Linked DNA regions of Sus scrofa: region 2 is linked to region 1. The links are chromatin contacts, called in public targeted proximity ligation maps. All regions are on one chromosome and are shown on one strand. The core of a region is the stretch at or near the end of the contact, and the rest is flanking DNA. Distances in the headings are between cores, read along the strand shown.

Region 1 (7,108 bases), core at 570-3,069:
ACAATAAAATAGTTTTAAGAATAAACAGGAAATGTGATGCAGCATCTGAGGAAAACTTTAGAACATTCTTGAAGGCAAAAAAAAAGTAGATTTCAATAGTAGAAAGGCATTCCTTGTACTTGGGTAGGAGGATTCAACATCTAAAAACTTCAGGTCTCCCTAAGTTAACATTAATTTTACACAAATGCAATTTAAAAATACCAACAAAACTTTTTATAGAGCAGCAAAAGTTGATATTAAAGTTAACAAACATGTAGGAGTGCTGGAGAAATGCTGGAAAAGAAAAGTTATGAGGTGTTACTAGCACAAGCAGTTATTGAAACATACTCTTAAGCCATTATATAATTGGAAGAAGCAGGGTATTGGTATGGAGACACCTAAGTGGAATAGAATAGAAATTCCATAAGTAGACCTGAGGGCATGTGGTTTATGCTTAAGACCTGCTTTCCTTCTGAGTCTGGAATGTACTAGGCAAAGGGTACCTATGTGACTAGCCCCCAGTTAAAACTTTGGACCTTATATTAGTTTCCCATTGATGCTCTCGCAAATTACCACAGCATTAGTAGCTTAAAACAGCGCACATTTATTCTCTTATGGTTCTGAAGAGTGGAATTCTAAAATCAAGGTGTTGGCAGGTCTTTGTTGGCTTCAGGGAGAATCTCTTCCTCGCCTTCGTGGCCTCCTGCATTCCCTGGCTCATAGCTTCTTCCTCACATTACTCCACCGTCTTGCTTGATCACCACTTCTTTCTTTCATTGTCACCTTGCCTTCTGCCCCTCTGTTCTTCTGCCTCTGTCTTATATAAAGACCATTGTTTTGCATTGGACCTATCTAGAGAGTCTAGAATCTCGACTCTCTAGATACTTAAACCTCATCTCAGAGTACTTAATTTAATCACATATCCAAAATCCTTTTGGCCATTTAAAGTAGCATTCACAGATTACAGGAATTGGGATGTGGGCATCTTAGGGAGCCATTATTGAGCCTACCAGAGATGTTTGGTCTGTGTTGAACTTTTCTGGTAGATAAGACACCAAAATACACACAACAAAAGAAAAAATAGATAAATTAGACATCATCAAAATGAAAAAGTTTTGTGTTAAGGAACCTCATTTCATTATCATCTGGTGAATCTTACACCATTTCTATTTCAGATATAGGCTGTGAACCAGTGCTGGTCCCCAAACTGATTATGACTGGTCCATAGCAAGAGAAGTTAAGAAATTGAGAGTAGAGTCTTAGATATTCATATATAAAACTAGTGATAGTTTTATGTCTAATGAATAAATATTAAAATAAGAGTAAAGGAATTCCCACTTTGGCATAGTGGGTTAAGAATCTACTGCAGCAGCTCCAGTCACTGCGGAGGCATAGGTTTGACCCCCAGCATGGTTCATTGGGTTAAAGGGTCTAGCATTGCTGCAGCTGCAGTGTAGGTTGCAGCTGTAACTCAGATTCAGTCCCTGGCTGAGGAACTTCCATGTGCCACGGGTGTGGCCATAAAAGTGAAATAAGTAAAAAAATTTGTGCTTCAAAGGACAATGTAAAAAATGTGAAAAGACAGCCTACAGAATTGGAGAATTTTTTTGCAGATCGTATATCTGGTAAGGGTCATGTGTCTAGAATATATAAAGAACTCAATATAAAAAGACAATCCAGTAGAAAAAATGGACAAGAGATCTAAATAGGCATTTCTCCAGAGATACACAACAAGGATATAAAAGATACTCAGTGTCATTAACCATCAGAGGGACACATATCAGACCCAAAATGTGGTGCCACTTTTACATCCACTGGTGTGGTTGTAATAAAAAAAGATGTAGTAAGTGTGGGTGAGGATGTGGAGAAATTGAAATGTCATGCGTTGCTACTGGGAATATAAGATGGTGCAACTGCTTTGCAGAAAATCTGGCACTGCACCAAGATACTAAATATAAAGTTACTGTATGATCCAGCAATTCTACTGGATTGAATACCCAAAAGAAATGAAAACATGTATGTACACAAAAACTTGTGTACAGAAAAGTTCGTAGACGTATCTTTCATAATAGTCAGAAAATGGAAGCAACTAAAATGTCCCATCAGTTGATGAATGGATGTGTAAAATGGAATATTATTCAGCCAAAAAAGGGAGCAGAGTACTGATGCATATGCTGCAGACAGATGAACCTGGAAAACATTGTGCTGTGTGAACAAAGCCAATCACAAAAGGCCATGTTTGACCACAAAAACGTTTAAATTTCCTTTCCTTTCCTTTTCTTTTTTTTCTTTTCAGACATGCTGCAGGCCAGGCATCAAACTTGCGCCAAAGCAGCGACCTAAGCCACTGTAGACAGTGCCAGATCCTTAGTGCCTCAAGAGAACTTAAACCACAAAAAGCATTTCAATGAAATGTCCAGAATAGACAAATCCAAAGAGACAAAATAGATTAGTGATTACCTAGGGTTGGAGGAGGAAGGAATGGGGAGTGACTGCTAATGGATATGGTATTTCTTTTGGGGGTATTGAAAATGGCCTGGAATCAGCTAGTGGTGATGGTTGCACAACTCTGTGAATATACTAGAAACTGTGCATTGAATATTTTAAATGGGAAATTGTATGGCATATGATTTTGTATCTCAGTACAACTATTATATATATAAATAGCTGTATTGAGATATAAATCTCTCTCTCTCTCTCTCTCTATATATATATATATATATATATTCTTTTTTTTTTTTTTTTGGCCACACCCACGGCATGTACAAGTTCCTGGGCTAGGGACCCAAGCCTCAGCAGTGACAATGAAGGGTCCTTAACCTGGTGAACCACAGAGGAATTCCAGTAAAGCTGTATTTTTAGTTTATTTAAAACTGGAAAAATACACTTTTTGTCTAAGAAACAGCTGAGACACCGTTTCTCAATTATCTGATTGGCAAAAGTTTAAAAGCTTGCTAACGTCTCTGGTGAGGCTGTGGGAAAGCATGCATTCTCGCACCTTGCTGGTGGGAATGCAAAAATGGTAACAATCTTTAATGGAAAGAAATTTGGCATGGTTTCTGACAACTATGTACGTGTTTGTAATTTCTTTTTTTTTTTTTTTTCTTTTTTTCGTGTTTGTAATTTCGACCTCACAATCCCATTCCTAGGAATTGACCCTCAAGGTACTCTTCTGACATACAAATACACATGAACAAGGTTATTCTTAGCATGATTGTTTGTAATAGAAAAATACTGGAAATTGCCTAAATGCCCATATATAGTTGAATAATTATATCCACATAATGGATTATTATTATACACTTGCAAAAAAAAAAAAAAAAAAGAATGAGGGAGAGCTCTAGAATCTGATATTGAGCCATTACATTAATACAATGCAAAATGAAAGCAGCCAGGTACAAGAGACAGGGAGCGAAGCGAATGTGTGTGGTATAAGTGTGTAACATGCTGTCTTAACGGATTTTTTTTTTCTTTTTACTAGAGCTGTATAATTCTTTGAATTTTAATACATGTATATATTTTGTAACCAGCACCACCACACTCAGGACAGAGAATAGTTCGTTACACCCCCATCCATGTTGTAACTCCCAGCAACCATGATAGTTTTCTTTTTCTTTTTTTTTTTCTTTTTTTGAAAATATCATATAAATGAAATCATATAGTTTTTTTTTTGTTTGTTTTATTTATTTATTTTTTTTGTCTTTTTGCCATTTCTTGGGCCGCTCCCACGGCATATGGAGGTTCCCAGGCTAGGGGTCGAATCAAAGCTGCAGCTGCTGGCCTACACCAGAGCCACAGCAACGCGGGATCTGAGCCGCGTCTGAGACCTACACCGCAGCTCATGGCCACGCCAGGTCCTTAACCCACTGAGCAAGGCCAGGGATTGAACCCGCAACCTCATGGCTCCTAGTCGGATTCGTTAACCACTGAGCCATGACGGGAACTCCGAAATCATATAGTTTTGAAAGTATATAATTTTGAAACCAGATTTTTACTCAGTGCTTTTGATTCATCAGACTTCTTGCGTGAGGCAATAGCTTATTCCTCATAATTGTTGAGTAGTATTCCAGTGTATGAATGTACCAGATTTGTTTATCATTCATATGTTGATGAAAATGTGGGCTGTTTCCAGTTTTTGGCCATTACAAATAAAGCTGTGTATATTCATGTATGTCTTTGTATGCATATGTTTTTCATTTTGGTTAAATACCTGGGAGTGGAATGTTTGCATCATATGGTAGGTCTGTGTTTAACTTAAATAGCTAATCTGTCTTCCAGAATGGTTGTACCATTTTATATCTCCACCAGCAGTGTATGAGAGTTCCATTCCCTCCCATTGTCTGTCCACACTTTGGTATGGTCAGCCTTTTAAATTTTAGCAATTTTAACAAGTATACAGTAGAGCATGTAATTTTAATTCGTATTTCCCCAGTGAATAGTGATGGTGAGCATCTTTTCATGTGTTTACTTGCCATGCAAATATCTCCTTTGGTGAAAAGGCTTTCAAATTTTTTGCCCAAGCTTTATTGCATTATTTATTTTCTTACTGAGATTTGAAAGTCCCTTATATATTGTAGCTGGAAGACCTTTGCAGATAATATACTTGCAAAAATTTTCTCCAGGTCCTGTATTTTCATTCTCTTAACAATGTGTTTTGAAGAACAGAAGTTTTTGAGTAAGTCCAGCTTATCAGGTTGTTCTTTTATAGCTCATGTTTTTGGTGTTTTATCTATATCTTTGCCTAACTAAAAGTATCAAAGGTTTTCTTGTAGACAGTCTCTTCAGCAAGTGGTATTTGGAAAACTGGACAGCTGCATGTAAATCATTAAAGTTAGAACACACCCTCACACTACCACAAAAATAAACTCAAAATGGCTTAAAGACTTAAATATAAGACATGATACCATACAACTCCTAGAAGAGTACATAGACAAAATATTCTCTGATATAAATTATACCAGTGTTTTCTTAGGTCAGTCTCCCCAGGTGAAAGAAATAAAAGCAAAAATAAACAAATGGGACCTAATCAAACTTGTAAACTTTTGCATAGCAAAAGAAACCTTCAGCAGAATGAAAAGACAACCTACCGACCAGGAGAAAATATTTACAAAGTTGTAACCATCAAGGCTTAATACCCCAAATATACAAACAGCTCATACAGTTCAATAACAGCAACAAAAAACAACCCAATCAAAAAATGGGCAGAAGACCTAAATAGACATTTCTCCAAAAAAGACGAACACATGGCAATTGGGCACATGAAAAGATGCTCAACATCTCTAATTAGAGAAATGCAAATCAAAACTACAGTGAGGCACCACCTCACATGGGTCAAAATGGCCATCATTAAAAAGTCTACAGATAACAAATGCTGGAGAGGGTGTGGAGAAAAGGGAACCCTCTTACCTGTTGGTGGGAATGTAAATTGGTGCAGCCAGTTTTCCCGCTGCATTGTCATTGTACTTGTTGAAAAATCACTTGCCTGTATGTGTGGGCTTATATCTAGTGTCTCCTGTCCCATTAATTTGTCTTTCTGGATGCCATTACCTCACTGTTTTGACTATATAGTTTTATAATAATCACTGAAAGTGTTAATCCTCCAACTTGGTACTTTTTCAGAGTTGTTTTGCCTCTTCTAGGTCTTTCCCATTCCATTATGAATTTTAGAGTCAGATTATCCATTTCTTCAACATAGACTGCTGGGATATTGTGTTAAATATTTGGGAAAATTGGGAGAGAATTGACATCTCAGTATTTAGTTTTCTGAACACGAGATATTTTCTCCATTTTTTTTTCTTTTTTTTTTAAGGTCTTAAGTTCTCAAGTTCTCTTAGCAATATGCCATAGTTTTTAGTGGAAGAGTCTTATATTTATTTTGTCAGATTTATCTCCAAGCATTTCGTATTTTTCATACCATTCTACATGATATTTTTTGGAAAATTTCTGGTTGTTCATTGCTAGCATATAGAAATTGGTTTTCATATATTGATCATGTACTCTCTAATCTTCCTAAACTGACTCATTAGATTTTCTGTAGATTCCATTGTACTCTCCTCATTGATGATTATGTCTGCAAATAAAGACAGTTTTACTTCCTCCTTTCCAATCTGGTGACTTTTTATCTTTCTTGCCTGATTGTACTTGCTAGAACCTCCCTACAGTATCTAATAGAAGCAGTAGAAGTGACCTCTCATTTGATGAAGGTTTTTAATAGGAATAGATATTGAATTTATCAGGTGCCTTTTATGTGGCTATAGAGATTTTTTTTTTTTTTAGGTTAATATGGCAAATCTCTAATCCTGAGTTTCTTTCTAGACCATGTTGTATGTTATCCTTGTATTACTGGATGTTTTTGGCTAAAATTTCGTTTAGAATTTTTATGTCTGTAGTCATGAGCGATAATATTCTGTTTTTTTGTAATGTCTTTGCTTTTGGTATTAGGGTAATACTGGCCTTGTTGAAATAGCTGAGAGGTGTTTTCTCGTATTTAATTTTTTGAACAAGTCAGCATGAAATTGGTATTATTTCCCCCATAATATGTGGTTACTGAAGAATTATCATTGAAACCATCTGGGCCTGGAATTTCTTTTGGATTTTTGGGTTTTTTTATTAGTATAATCTCACTTTTTAAGATATAGGGCCATTTGATCATCTTTTTCTGAGTGAGCTTTGGTATTTAAAATCTTTCAAAGAATTTGACCATTTCATTTAAGTCATCAGATTTACTGAAAGAGTTGTACATGTGTTCTCCTATTTTTCTTGAATATTTGTAGAGGTGACACCTCCCTCATTCCTGACATTTATTTATTGTTATTTTTTCCTTTTTAGGGCCACACCTGAAGCATATGGAAACTCCCCTGCCAGGGATCCATTTGGAGCTGCAGCTTCTGGCCTACACCACAGCCACAGCAACATCAGATCCAAGCTGCATCTGTGACCTACAGTGCAGCTCAAGCAACACCGGATCCTTAACCCACTGAATGAGGCCAGGGATCAAACATGAGGAGTTCCTGTCTTGGCACAGCAGAAATGAATCTGACTAGGAACCATGAGGTTGTGGTTCAATCCCTGGTCTTGCTCAGTGGTTAAGGATCCAGTGTTGCTGTGAGCTGTGGTGTAGGTTGCAGAC
Region 2 (6,817 bases), core at 3,432-5,931, 150 kb after region 1:
CCTATGCAGCAGTTGGCAAACTACAGCCAGTGGGCCAAGTCATCACTGCTTTTTGTAAATAAAGCTTTATTGGAACCCAGCCATACCCATTCGTTACATACTGTCTGTGGCTGCTTTTATGCTATAGCAGCAGAGTTGAGCAGCTGCAGTAGACATTCTGACTATCTCACAGTTTGTGGGGCAGGAGGTGTCAGGCACCTCGGTGCAGCTTGGCTGGGCCCTCCTGTTCTCCCAAAACTGTGATCAGGCTGGGGGTCGGGACTGAAGTCTCCCTAAGGTTCAGCTGAAGGTGGCTCTGCCTCCAGGCTCACTCAGGTGGCCAATGGCAGGATTTAGTCCTTCGCAGCCTGTTGTACTGAGAGTCTTGGTTTCCTACTGCCTGTGGCCAGTAGCCGGCTGAGTCCTCTCCATAGGGCAGCTCAGAGCAGTTGGCCTTACCAGAGCAAGCCAGCAAAAAGGCAGAAGCAAGAGCAGCCTGGGAGGCCAGAAGGCACGGCCCTCTGTGATTGCCCATCCCTTCTACAGTGTCCTCCTTAGAAGTGTGGTCTAGCCGGACTCCGGGAAAGCAGACTCCACAAGGCCACAAGGTAGGGATCACTGGGTCCCGCTTAGATATCTACACGACACACACAGAGGAGGCTTAGAACTTCCAAAATCCAAAATGTGAAAAATAGTAAGTGGCCTCTGGCTATATTTCAGTTTATTCCCTTTACAGCTTGAACTTGTTTGCATCTTCCTTTCTGTCCTGTGACAGCCGTGTCTGTATGTTACTCTAAGCCTCATCAGGCACCTCCCTCACTGATGTACCAAGGAGTTTTTGCCTTTGGATTACACAGGGGACAAGGAACTTGGCAGCCCTAAGAGAGCTAAAGAAGCATCAGAAGAAACCTGACATTCCCAAGTCCAGTTTTCTTTTCGAGAATTTTTAGTTCTAGGGATCTGAAGGCTAGCTCCGTAGAGTCTTCTTAGAATAATTACATTTGGATTTATAAAACAGGAAAATGTCTTGAATATTATTTAACTTCTTCCACAGAAATCTTTTTTTTATTGTTATTATTAATAGAGCTTATAGATTTTAGGGTACTTTTTATATTAATATTAAATGAGTTCCCATCGTGGCTCAGTGGTTAATGAATCCGACTAGGAACCATAAGGTTGCAGGTTCGATCCCTGGCCTTTCTCAGTGGGTTAAGGACCCGGTGCTGCCTTGGGCTGTGGTGTAGGTTGCAGACGCAGCTCGGATCCTGCATTGCTGTGGCTGTGGTTTAGGCTGGCGGCTGCGGCTCCAATTCAACCCCAGCCTGGGAACCTCCATATGCCACGGGAGCGGCCCTAGAAAAGACAAAAAATAAATAAATAAATAAGTGAACACTTAAAGTTCCTCTTTTTAATTAGATCCAGTTACATAGTGAGTTTTTCCCTTATTGAGAGCATGAATAAACATGTATCACCCTTTCTTGCTGCAAAGATAGGCTTTGGCAGTCAAGGTGAATATCCCATTGCTTGTCTAAGATAGCCCTCTAACATCAGTACGATGGCCTGTTTTTATTTTCATGGTCATTCATCTAGAACATAAATTTTAAAATTTTAAAAAAGATGTTTTTAAATTTTCACAGTGGTCCTAGAGTTGACCTCCTAAAAGATATTTAATGATGGAGCATGGGTACCACATTGTTAGTGATTCTTGAGCCCACGAGGAGACAGTGATTACCAGCTTCACATGAGCGGCCACTCGTTATCCTTCCCACCACTGCTGTTTGGAAAGAAGGAAGGAGCCATATCTTTTTTTTTTTTTTCAATAAGTGTTTTTATTGAAGTATAACATACATAGAGAAAACCAGTCTTTTAAATGCACTTGAAAAGGTGGGCACTGATCTTGGGGTTGCAACCTAGTGCTATATCATAAAACCATAGGCGTTTAGCTGGGTAGATCCTTTATAATCTCTCTGGAGCTTAGCCCAGCGCCCCTGCTAAACTAGTCATCATGTTTACATTAAATATGAGCCTGCCCTTTTCAGAAGCGCCCTTTTCTCTCCCCAGCCCTGCCCTGCACCTCAAAGAATCTCTGTAGTGAGTTTAGGTAGTGTCACAAGCACCCTGTTTTAATGGGACCTCCAGCCACCTCTCTGGTCATCCCTGCAGCCACTGTTCGGCATGGAGGGGAGGACCAGAAATGGCCTGTCTTCATAGCTGGCCCAGCCAGGACTCTGTAGCTGCACAGTTGGTAGATTCGGTACTTCGGTGGTTTCTCCTCCTGTGAGACCTGAGCCCTGGGAACTGGACAGAGGCCATTGCTGGGTTGATAGCTAAAACCTGAGAAAGCTCTGGACTGGTGCAGCCGTTTTCAGTCTCTACATTAACTGCAGAAACAGTGGAATCTGCCGCCACCTCGTTTCTGCCATTGGCAGTCTAGGATGTGGCATTATGGGGGGGAGTGAGCAGCAGAGTGGTGTGGGGTCACAAGGTCAGGCTCCACTCTCAGGCAGCTCCAGATCAAATCCTGGCTGTGCTGCTTAGTAACACTGTTACCTTTAAAGGGAAGCAAAGAGCTGCTACTTTGCATGGTAGAGTGTAGGTGCTACTGTGGCTTTTAGGGCAGGAAATGGTGCTGTCCCCAGCCTGCTGACTTGCAGGTGGCTGTGGAACCTCCCAACAGGAATGTCTGCTTGGAAGCTGGTCTTAGCAGAGCTCTAAGAACAGAATCCTGAGGGCAAGGCCAGCAAGAAGAAAGCCAGCAGACAGCGTGACAAGAAGCAAGTAGGAGGTGTGGTTAGCATGTCCCAGCCAGGCCAGAGCAGAGCTAGAGCTGAGCTCCACAGAGCCTGGCTGTTGGACGTTACTCGACCTTGGCAGGAATAGCCTTGTCAGAAAGATGGAACTAGAAGCCAGGTTACAGTAGCTTAGAGAGGACCCTTCATACCAGCTTGTTACCAGCGGCATCTCTGAGCATGTGTGAGGGGCCAGTGAGTAAAGGGGGAGGGGGTGACTCTCTAATATGTGGTTTCCATGTTCTTTGATTTTTAACCAGCAAAAAGGATGCACATATTGTGTGGTAGTATTTTCAATTAAAAAAAAAAAATGGAAAGCGGTGCTTAAAAAATATCTACAGATCAAGGGAAAAACAGCTGGCATAGCTGAGAGCCGTGGTGTTTGTCAGCCCTTCCTAATGTTCCAGACACAACTCGCATGCCTCGTGCACCTTGGGATGGGCATTTCCAGTCCCATTGAAACCTGTCTAAGGAAGGTTACATCAGGTAGATGGGGAGCCCACACCAAGACCAACCCTACCCCTCAGCTCATCACCACACTTCACCACCTCCTTCACAAGGAGGAGAAGCAAAGAGATGTTTATACAACCAAACGCCCAAGGAGGTGGGTGGGAGGAGCCCCAGCTCAGCACATTAGAAAAGGGCTCGATTTCCACAGGTGTGTGGATGCGGGTGCATCGTAGCATTGGAGACTGAAGGGGAAGCGGCAGGGGAGAAACACAACCCAGAGGAAGTTTGGAATAATCACATTAGCTAACTGAGATTCCGTAGACTGGGGTCTGTGGGGCCTGGAAGCAGACCTGCAGAGCAGCCCCTCAGACAGCACGGGCGACCCGCCAGGATCCCTGGGCCTTCCTCACGCTTATGTCGTTCTCTGTCGCACTCTCGGCCACGGGGTGGTGGGAGTTCTGCGGGACGGGGGCAGCAGAAAGAGCCGGGGATGGGAGGGTCATGCGGGTGTTGGCGGGTGATGAGGGATGTGCTGGGCTGCCTGTAATTAGCAGGACCTTAACCCAGAAGGGACCTCACAGGCAAGGAGGACATGGACAAGTCAAGGGCGGGGGGTGGGGAGCCCAGGGATTGAGGGGACCAAGGAGGAGGCATGAGGCTTTAGGGTTTCAGAGAAAAAGCAGTTCTGGGCAAGAGCAGGTCCTCACGCGCAGCCCCGGAAACCAGATGTGGGGTGTGATGGAGGCGAAGCCCATCAGCAGCAGCGAGGCTGCAACCCTGGAGACCCGCAGTCTCTTCTGCAACACTCGGGAGCCTCCTGTGTTGAAATCCGGGTTTTCAGAAAGGCATACGACGTGTGTGCCATGTGACTCTTGACCCTAAAGTAGGTTCATGTCAGTTCAGTTTTGGTTTTGCTACAAAAGAGTTTACTCATCCTGTTTTGTTTCTAAATGAGTTGGGAAGAAAAAGCTTTGAAAACATTTTGGATTTCAGAGTGATTGACCTTCCCCCTGGTCTGGCCCAGGCCTGGGTCGGGGACGTCTGAGATGCAGTGCCAGGCTCCTGGGTGAGGACCAGGAGGAGTGTCAGTGCTACAGTGTGTGTGGAGGGTCCCTGGCCTGGATCTGACTGTCACCTCTCCTGCCTCCTGAGCCTCCAGCCAAGAGAAGAGACAGACTAGATTTAGAGCCAGAATTTAAAATCTACCCTGAAGTTCTTTTCTTCCAAGGCAGGGCATCTGCTACATACTGGTGGAGACTGAGGCTTGGCTGATAAGCCTTCTGCTCTCACCTCTAAAACTACGTATTGTCCCTCAGGCAAAGGTAATTAGCCCAAAAGTAAATCTGACTTGATTCACCTAACATAGGCCTAGAAGCTGGAGTGTGAGCAGAGAGAAGGTCATGTATTGGCTCTAGGGAGCAGGGCCTCTGAGGTCAGGGACAGGAAGCTCAGTGGCTGACCCACATAGAAGAGAGGGTATTGGGCAAGTCTTCTAAGGCCTGCTCCCCAAAGCTGAGGACCAGGAATTGGCAATAATGACATCACTAAGAGCTTTTAAAAAGGTGAAATCTTGGGCCCCACCCCAGGCCACTGATCAGATTCTCTATTCAGCAGTCTTGGCAGGTGATTGGGATCGGCTGTGTCAAGCTCTTGTAGCCCCACCCACTAGTGGAATGTAGCCAGTAAAAGTCTGGGAGGTGGGCACTGGGCCCACCTAGTGGGTTTGGGGCAGGCAGGAATTGCCCTTAAAGTCTTGGAGAGAAGTGCGTAAGTGGGAAGACAGAAGCTCTACTCTCCCAACATTGAGTTGTAGTGTGTTTGCTCTTGAATATCCATGATACTTTATTTCTAGAATAAACAAATCAAAGTTCTCATTGCATGTAATACTTTTACGAAAACCCTAAGTAATTGAACTCTATATGCTACATAAAGTTGGTTGTGCAGCCTTTTTGTCTGAGTCCCGCGTACCTTATTGGTTCTGGTTAGAGCTGCATACAGTGTGTACAGCTTTCTCAGGGTACAGGAAAAGCTGGAACAGAAGAGAATATGGATCTACTCACAGACTTATTAATTCCTTTCCTGAGATAGATGTAAAATTTTTTCACTTAATAAGAATTCTTGGGGGTTCCATCATGGCTCAGCAGAAACAAATCTGACTAGCATCCATGAGGACGCAGGTTCGATCCCTGGCCTTACTCAGTGGGTTAAGGATCCTGCCTTGCTGTGGCTGTGGTGTAAGTGGGCAGCTGCAGCTCCAATTTGACCCCTAGCCTGGGAACTTCCACATGCCGCGGGTGTAGCCCTAAAAAGACAAAAAATATTCTCTTCTACCTTCTTCTGGGCTAAACCAGTATCTTTGCCATCTAAGCACAGAACAAAATAATGCGATAATAGCTGTAAATTTTTGGAAACAATATTCACTTTAACATAAAGAACTCCTGAAGCATTTTCTTCATGTGCATCTTTTGGTACATTTTAGGTTGTCACACTCATATTGAGGTATCATTTCAGAACAAATAGGGGGAAATAAACTTAATGTAACCAGTACTGACTCGAAGGAATCATGTGTTGGTCCGTGTGGTCTGGTGGCCTCACTTAGACCTTTTAAACAGGCAGAAGATGAGGAGAAAGAAACTCCTGCCAGAATGGGTAATTCTCTAGAGGTTGTCCTGAATCTCCAGTCAGGTGTTGTTACTGTCCTGGCCTGGCTTAGGTCCACAGCCACTAGGCTTGCACTCATTCAGGGAAACTGCTAGTGGCTGACACTGTTCTGAAGCAGTTTCTTTGGGTGGAGACTAAGTGACATGATTTTTTTTTCCCCTAAATTTTTCTTTTATTCTTACACATATAAGAAAGAAATGAGCTATGAGAGCTAGCCTTCTTTTCTATTTTAACATTTTTTTTATTTTTTTTTCCGCTGTACAGCATGGGGACCAAGTTACACATACATGTATACGTACCTTTTCCTCTCATTGTTGTGTTGCAATATAAGTATCTAGACATAGTTCTCAATGCTACACAGCTGAATCTCATTATAAATCCATTCCAACAGCAATGGTTTGCATCTGATAACCCCAAGCTCCCTATCCCTCCCACTCCCTCCCTCTCCCCCCTGGGCAGCCACAAGTCTGTTCTCCAAGTCTATGATTTTCTTTTCTGTGGAAATGTTCATTTGTGCTGTATATTAGATTCCAGTTACAAGTGATATCATATGGTATTTGTCTTTGTCTTTCTGACTTACTTCACTCAGTATGAGAGCCCGTGGTGGCTCAGTGGTTAGCGAATCTGATTAGGAACCATGAGGTTGCGGGTTCAATCCCTGGACTCGCTCAGCGGGTTAAGGATCTGGCGTTTCCGTGAGCTGTGGTGTAGGTCGCAGATGTGGCTCAGATCCTGCGTTGCTGTGGCTCTGGCATAGGCTGGCAGCTACAGCTTCGATTTGTCCCCTAGCCTGGGAACCTCCATATGCTGCAGGTGCGGCCCTAATAAGTGACATGATTTAAAGTTATCCTGCCCAAAGGAGTGATTTCAGATTGCTTTGTACACTTGTTAGTGAAGACTTAAAGAAGTAAATGAGTAGGACACATTTTATAAATTGA

What was found.
Region 2: a targeted proximity ligation map of alveolar macrophages shows a contact between it and region 1. A contact is called at or near these places in 2 of 2 datasets of targeted methods (alveolar macrophages and skeletal muscle).

The regions. Positions count from the first base shown.
Region 1 is chr3:56,290,177-56,297,284 of Sscrofa11.1, forward strand. All of the region lies in intron 1 of TMEM131 (transmembrane protein 131), which reads left to right. Among named protein-coding and RNA genes, the nearest start is that of TMEM131, 17 kb to the left of the region's middle.
Region 2 is chr3:56,440,305-56,447,121 of Sscrofa11.1, forward strand. All of the region lies in intron 31 of TMEM131 (transmembrane protein 131), which reads left to right. Among named protein-coding and RNA genes, the nearest start is that of TMEM131, 170 kb to the left of the region's middle.